2 separate regions of the Hordeum vulgare genome follow, and region 2 is linked to region 1. The links are chromatin contacts, called in public Hi-C maps. All regions are on one chromosome and are shown on one strand. The core of a region is the stretch at or near the end of the contact, and the rest is flanking DNA. Distances in the headings are between cores, read along the strand shown. Region 1 holds the start of LOC123395280 (bifunctional epoxide hydrolase 2). Region 2 holds the start of LOC123452834.

What was found. A called contact is a pair of places that touch in the nucleus more often than the background predicts.
Region 2: a contact with region 1 is called in a Hi-C map of leaf, with 5 times the contacts expected there. The contact joins the promoter of LOC123452834 here to the promoter of LOC123395280 in region 1. A contact is called at or near these places in 5 of 6 Hi-C or Micro-C datasets (leaf and seedling) and 1 of 1 datasets of contacts at active chromatin or transcription factors (embryo).

What each region holds. Positions count from the first base shown.
Region 1 is chr5H:321,368,996-321,372,537 of MorexV3_pseudomolecules_assembly, forward strand. It overlaps LOC123395280 (bifunctional epoxide hydrolase 2), which reads right to left and starts at 2,090. Exons shown (of 6, transcript XM_045090256.1): 1 at 1,813-2,090; 2 at 1,114-1,585; 3 at 671-1,013; 4 at 383-481; 5 at 183-303. The coding sequence starts at 1,972.
Region 2 is chr5H:321,535,689-321,539,479 of MorexV3_pseudomolecules_assembly, forward strand. It overlaps LOC123452834, which reads left to right and starts at 2,049. Exons shown (of 1, transcript XM_045129557.1): 1 at 2,049-3,791. The coding sequence starts at 2,632. The coding sequence ends at 3,567.

The DNA.
Region 1 (3,542 bases), core at 840-3,339:
CATTGTAGAGATTTCACTATATACTACATACGGATGTATGTAGTCATATTTTAGAGTGTAGATTCACTCATTTTACTCCGTATGTAGTCTATAGTCAAATTTTTAAAAGGTCTTATATTTCGAAACGGAGGGAGTACATAGATAAGGATAAGATGCCCATTAGAAGAAACATAGAGTTGAACCTGGGCATGAGATCTCAGAGAGCCTCTTCGAGACTGGCACTCTTGACTTTGGTGAAGAATCTGTGATCATGGATATAGTGTACTCCAAGAGAGCTGTCTCCCATCCCTTGGATCTTAGTGGCTGAAAGAAATTCCTTGAACAACAATATGAGTATGAGTAGGTCTTTCTCACTTGGTGTATTTTCCTACAGAGAACTCACCTTGGTGTAGCCTTGAATGACATGATCAGTTACTTTGCTTGGGTCATACCATGCATTACGAACGCCCGTTACGCCGAATTTATCCATGATAAATCTCACCTATGAAAAGGAATGGAACCACAAAAGTTGCAGGAACTAGAAGTATCTCTATTTTGACTATTTAAGAATTTGAACTAAAACCACGGCAAGAATTTAGGAACGGGGGGAGTAAATTCTAAATTTGGTGGGTTTTTCAGGGCCCTAAATTTGGTGTTTTAGTTAGTGGTGAGCCAGGAAAGAGCAACGTACCAGGCTCGCTGCCAGTGAAGATCGTAGAAAAGCCACAAGAAGCTTACGAGACAAAGCTCTGACCGTATCCTGTACTGCCATGGCCAACTTCAGAACAGGCCCTGCAAGCCACATACACATGCCAAGAAACCCTCTCCATATCCTAGCAAATGGATTTGGTGTTGCATTGTTATCATCAGAATCCTTCTTGTCTGCCCCTTCTTGCTCCCCTACGCTGTTTTCTTTCTCACCCTTCCTCCCGAAACCCGGCGCGAAAATCGCCGGTGCAACCAGCACTAGCGCTGCCACCCGCTCGGGTGCCTCGAAGTACGCCTCCACTGCAACGAGGCAGCCGGCAGAGTGCCTGGGATGATCCAAACCGGAACGTTAATCTCAGTGTCCCTCATCAAACAAACTAGCGATGCAGTGATACGGAAAATGCAGTGCAGAGTCTGCATCTGTACCCAACAAGGACGGCCTTCCCAGCACCGAGTTGGTCTATGAATGCCAGTGTGGCCATGGCCGAGAAGGCCATGGAGTAAGGGTTGAGAGGCTTGGTGTCATCGCCAGACCATCTGGCCCGGGAGGTGAGGCCAAACGCCGGCCGGTCGAAGGCGAGAACCTTGGCGCCGGCGATGCGGGCGAGTGGCCGCATGACGCGGCTCCAGGAGAACACCGACGCCCCGAAACCGTGCAGCAGCACTATGGGCAGCCCGACCTGACTCCTGGCGACCTCGGAGCCCGAGGACTGGTCGCCGGAATCCTCGTCCTCGTCATGGGCGCAGACCTTGTGGTGGACCCTGACGCCGTTGATCTCGTAGAAGCTGCTGTCAGGATCCGCGAGCGCGTCAGGGTCGAGGAGGTCGTCCTGGTCGATGCCGGCCACGAGCCGGCGGCGGCGCGGCGGCATCTGCGTACCGCTGTCCGGAACCGATCCTGCATTTGCTTCGGGGGTTTAGTGCGTGCTTGTGTTTGGGGAAAGTTCAGCCACTCGGAGGGGAAAAAATGATATTCGCAATTTCGAACCACTTTCTAGCGCAATGATCCCAATTTTTTGCTCCAACAAGAAGAACACCACAACCTCTTTTTTCAGAGCACCAATTTGAAGCATCTCCTATGGTAATGTGAAATCTTTCACTCCCAATGCAAGAAAAGAAAGTTACCGGCAGGGAACTCGGCGGCGGCGGCTGAAGGCGGGGGAGGACCGGCCGTGCGGCGAGTGCGGAGAAGTGGAGGACGGATCTGCGCGGCGACGGCGGCGGCGGCGGGGAGAATGTGTGCGGCGGCGGGCGGCGGGGGTCGGAGGGAGATGAGCATCAGCATCTGATCAGGCCCCGCTCGGCGCGGGAAGCCGACGGGCGGATGATCGTTGGCTGGAAGGAGTCGGCGAAAGCTTAGCGTGGATTGCGTGGGGGCCGCCGGCAGTGGCACGACGGCCGGGGCTGTAATCCGCGAGCTAGCGATGTGTCAATGCTATGGTAGGTTGCCCCTATTTCAAAATTTGGCTCTTGTGCCGACCGAGTTTAGAGCATCGATTATACATGAGAAGATCCTAAATAATTGTAGCCGGCGAAAATCAGTAATTAGTTTTTTCTAACTATAATTATTTAGATGAAGAGAGTACATTTTTAGAAAATGTTTTTATGAGAGCGCCCGTGTCTTTCCCGGCGGGCAACCCGGGCGAAACCCTAGCGGCCGGGCCAACCACCCCTCCCGAGTCCTCCCCTCCCCCCTCGCTGCCGCCGGGCAAAGCCTGCGCGGCGTCAGCGGCGACGAGCCACTTCGTTCGTCCCTCTCGCGAGGCATGGGTTGTGCGGGGCTGCCCGACCAAGGAGAAGCGTGGGATGGCGCGGAGAGCTCGAGCCGGCTAACGCAGCGGGTTGGAATTGGTGCGCGCCTGGGCGCGGTGATCGCGTGTTGGAGGTTGCGGGGTTGTGGCAGGTGGGCGCGATGGTGACCATAGGCGCGCAGCGGGCGGCTTGTCGGAGATGGCGTCTGTGCATGGCGCCCACGCACTACTCTCGGAGCGGCTTTGCAGCGCGCGGGATGCGGGATGCGCGTGGTCAGCGCCCCTGCGCGGATCTGCTGGGTGGTGGCGCGGGAGGAGGTTGGCGCCACGGCGGTCAGGGGCTCCCGACGGACGCGTCAAATCTCGTCGGCTGGTGGCGCCTGGATGATGGTTGGAGTACTGGTTGTGGCGGTGGATGCTGGTGGGCTCCCCCCTTCATGCGTGTGCACGTCCAGCTCATGGAGCAGGGGCGCCGTCCAGTCTGTTGGTGCTTGGGGAGGGTCGGGCAGACCAGATCCAACACAAAGGTCCAGTCCTAGCGCGCGGTGGTGTGAGCATGTTGGCTTTGACGTGGTTTTTCGCTCTGTTTGGGCACTCGGCGGTGCGGGCGAGTCGGTTTTGGTTCTTCTCCGGTCTTTTCTGAAGCGTCGCGGTGCGAATTCTCACCCACATCTGCGCACGGAGCCTGAGGATGGCCGAAGCCGACTTGGTTCGCCCAGGTCATGCAAGCGGCGGTGCTGACCGGTCAGATTGGTGTGTGCTCGCCTAGTTCTGCGTGCGGCGGCTATGATTACGTGCCTGGTAGTGTGTGCTTGGCCCCATCCTGCTCGGTGGCGCTGGGTAGGTCTCGGATCCTGGATGATTGGTGGAAGACTTGGCTCCGGATGAAAATCCTGCATCGACCTCGTCGATGCCGACGGTAATGATATTTATGGATGTCGTCTTCCTTCTTGGAGGTGTCTTCGTGGAGCTCATTGTTCTTCCTACCTCATGGCTGAGGTCTCCGGGTGAAAACCTTAGATCTGGCGGAGTCAGATTGGATGACGGTGGTGTTCCTGATACCAATTCCTTCTTAGAGGCGTCATCTTGGTGACCTCATCAATG
Region 2 (3,791 bases), core at 799-3,298, 170 kb after region 1:
GTCCATAGGAATTGTCATCAATTACCAAAACCACATATGGAGATATATGCTCTAACAAAAGGTAACAAGTGTCGGTTCCATACAGGAACAATCTCTTCAGTGGTGCTCAATCACTTTGGGTTTTGGGTTTTGGTTTGGGTGTTTGGAGTTTTTCCTCACTTGATGATTTTTGCTCAAAGTCCTCGAGGAATTGGGTTGCTTTATATGACAAGTATCAATTTCTCTCGAAGCAGCCAGCCAACTAGTGGTTGTGGGGTGGCTATTTATAACCTGGGAGCATCCCGACATGATATGACATTATTGCCCACAATGATATGACCGTTGTGTCGATAGGATTGGGGACAGGTGGCGCGCAACGCGGCAACGATCGGAACTTTCAACTGTGAAAGTCCTCATGTCTCTCATGTTCCTCACTTGAAGGATTTGGTATGTGTAGGTTTGAGTTGAGCATCATGAGGAAATCTTTCCTTAGTATTACCTTGACCCCCTTTAATAGTATGGTGTTCCTATGACTCAAGAATGAAGAAAATGAAACAAAAAGAGTAAATATTCAAGCTTCAAAGTCTTCAGAGCATTTTCTTCTGGACACACCGAATTCCTCATCTTCAGTGTCTTCATGAGGAATAGCAATGTGTTCGCTATCAAAGTCTTCAAGGAAAGACCAAAGTCTTCACCCGAAGACATACAGTTTTAGGGGTCGATATTCTTCGAATAACTCAAACTCCTCAGCGACTTATAGAGCATGTATACACTCACAAACATATCGGTCTCTTAACCTGTAAGTCTTCAATCCACCAAAATCACTAAGGGACACTAGATGCACTTACAATCTCCCCCTTTTTGGTGGTTGATGACAAATATGTTAAGTTTTCAACAGAAATAAAAATATGAAGTGTAAGTAGAGAGTTTGAGGAATTTGATTGCAAGATATGGAGAAACTCCCCTCAAGATGTGCATGATTGAGGAATTTGCTTTGGACTGCAAATGCACATTGATGATTTATATTATGGAGATCTCCCCCTGCAGCTGGTGGTAGCAAAAAACATCATGGTTTGCAGCAAAAAAACGTTTTTCACCCGTCATCAAGGTTGCATCATCTTCACCAATTATGTCGCAAAAAAAGGTTGTCGCCGGTAGTAGCAAATGAAAACACTAGTAATAGCAAATCAAAACACTATTTGCAGCAAATAAAAAAAATCAGTGACCAAATCATGTAATTGGTTCTAACAAAAAAATTGTCGGTTGTAAGATCCCTCGCCGTCGGATGTAACAGCCCTCGGCTTTAGAAATGAATGGTTCCAACAATATTTCCATTGTCGCACGCCATGGTTGGTCGCTCACCATGGCTGGTTGCGCGTCACCGATGGTCACTAACGTCGCACACGTCCTCTTGCAACTCTTCCCGTCGTGACTTGTGTGTCATGTTGTCTTCTTCGCCCCCGTCGTGGCTTGCCCTATCAGCAAGGGCACGTCATGGCGGCCCGCTACGTGTGACGGCGAAGATAGGAGAAAAGGAGCAGTTGCGGAGTTGTAGGGAAGAAGAAGAAGAAGGTGTACGTGGAAAAAACGATTCGAGGAGCGCTCTCGTGATGCACGTGGAGAAAACGATTTAAGAAGCGCTTCCGTTTCTCAAAAAAAAAAAAACTTTCGTGACGCGTCATGAAAAATGATGGTAAGGCTCGCACGCGATCGACTGAGGGTTCGGCTGGCTCCCCGGCCCTAAAGTTTCCCTTTTACTATTTTTATGGTGGCAGGTTGTGACTGGATGGTGGGCCCCACCTGCCATTGACCTTGTGATGGAACCGATGCCTCTCCTTTACAGCAGGAGAGCATGTTTTACATGCAACAAACTGAAGAAAGCCCCTCAGAATAATCCAAACGTTACGGAAGAGGACACCCTGGACATGGACAAGCACATCAGCCAGCGGAGACAGTGCGCTACACGCAGCTCAGCCTCGTAGGGGCAGAAGGGTAACTTCCCGTGCCGTGACAGCTGTATGCCTCGCGTCTTTAATTCCCACTAAACCTCTAATTTTTTTTGTAAATTCCCACTATGACCCTCACCAAGAATTCTCTCCGCTCCTCCACTTCACTCCCCCGTTCTCTTCTCCTTTCGATCTCAATCCCCAAACCCTCTTCCCCTCCTGCTCCCCCGCGTTGCAATCGTCCCAAATCCCGTGGCCACCGGTCTCTCCGCTCTGATTCCTCCGAGATTGATTCGCTGCTCATTCCCTACCAATTCCAGAGCCTGTTCTTACTCTCTCGGGGGTAAAAAAATAGGTACTAGTATATTTAAACAATCCAATCTTGTTTTCAAGTCCTGTCTTTGTCCCGTCGTAGCTTCCATCTCCATTGCTCTGCGCTCGAGATTGCTCCGTAGAGAGCTGGCCCGCCCGTGCGGGGTGGGTGCAGTAAATGCGCGTCCTTGTGGAGAATCCCAAGGTTCCCCGCCCCGAATCTCGTCCTTGTTCCCCCGAGTTAAGAGGCGGAGGTGGTAATTCTCGTACGCGCGCCAATCTTTGCCGCGTTAGTGGATGACGAGCGGATCCTCCTGACTCTTCTTCTCGAGCTTGCCTCCCGCCCTGCCGGCTTTCTCACCACTCTTGAAATCCTGGCGGAGCCGTGGTGCCCATGGATTTCCTCGTATGCGTCTGCCTCCTCCAACTGCTGTTCTTGCGCTCTTCTCCGGTTGCGGCGCAGCAGCCGGCGAGGGCCCTGGACGCAATGCTGCAGGAGTACGCGTACCGGGCCCTCGTCCGGCCGCGCACCGGCATTGTCTACAATGCCACCGTCCCCGGCAACCTCGCTGGCGTCTCGGTGTCCGCGCTCCGCCTGCGCAGCGGCAGCCTCCGGAGGAAAGGTTTGTCCCAGTACTTCCAGTTCGGCCTGCCCACCGGCGTCATCGCGCAGCGGCGCGTGGAGAGGATGGTGCTCGTGTACCACGACCTGGGCAATTGGTCGCAGCACTACTACCCGCCTCCCCCCGGACACACCTACCTCTCGCCGGTGCTTGGGCTGCTGGCCTATGATGCTGTCAACCTTTCGGCAGTGGGGTTGCCGGAGCTGAACATCGTCGCCTCAGGAAGCCCGATTCTTGTAAATTTCAGCAATGCCATGGCGGCGCCGTCAGGCGGCCCAGCACCACGGTGTGTGTGGTTTGACTTGGACGGTGTGCCGCAGTTCCGGGGCCCAGAGGCAGGCAACGTGTGTGCTACGTATCGCCAAGGGCACTTCTCGATAGTGGTGAACTCCAGTGAGGGTGCTCCGGCTCCATTGCCACCCGGCGCAATTGCCCCGCCGATACCGGCTGCCGGAGGTCGCACGAAGGGGGACTCGCAGGCTTGGAAGGTTGCCGTTGCCGTGGTTGGGGGCGCCATAGCATTGGGGCTGTTATCTTCAGTTCTTCTGTGTCTGGTGAGGCATAAAAGGGCCAAGAAGTTGGAGGTGATGGAGCGGAATTCAGAGGTTGGGGAGACATTGCGCATGGCGCAGGTTGGGCGGGCACAAGCACCTGTAGCGTTGTGGACACGAACAAAGCCGGTGATCGAGAGCGAGTATGCTGCATAGTTTGTTTTGTTCGATTTTCTGCAGAGTTCAACCGTCACTAACAAGCATCTAGTACTATTTATGCCCGGAGCCGGAGGCATGGAATTTGTCTATCAGGTGGTTGAAGGTGGCAAGTGTTCCGTCGGTGTTGCTAATTACTGAAGTCAGGGCTCAGCTCCTGCCCTTGTGTGCTAAGGCACTCTTTTGGTGGGTCTATTTCGAAGGTTAATTTTCATTCGATGGCT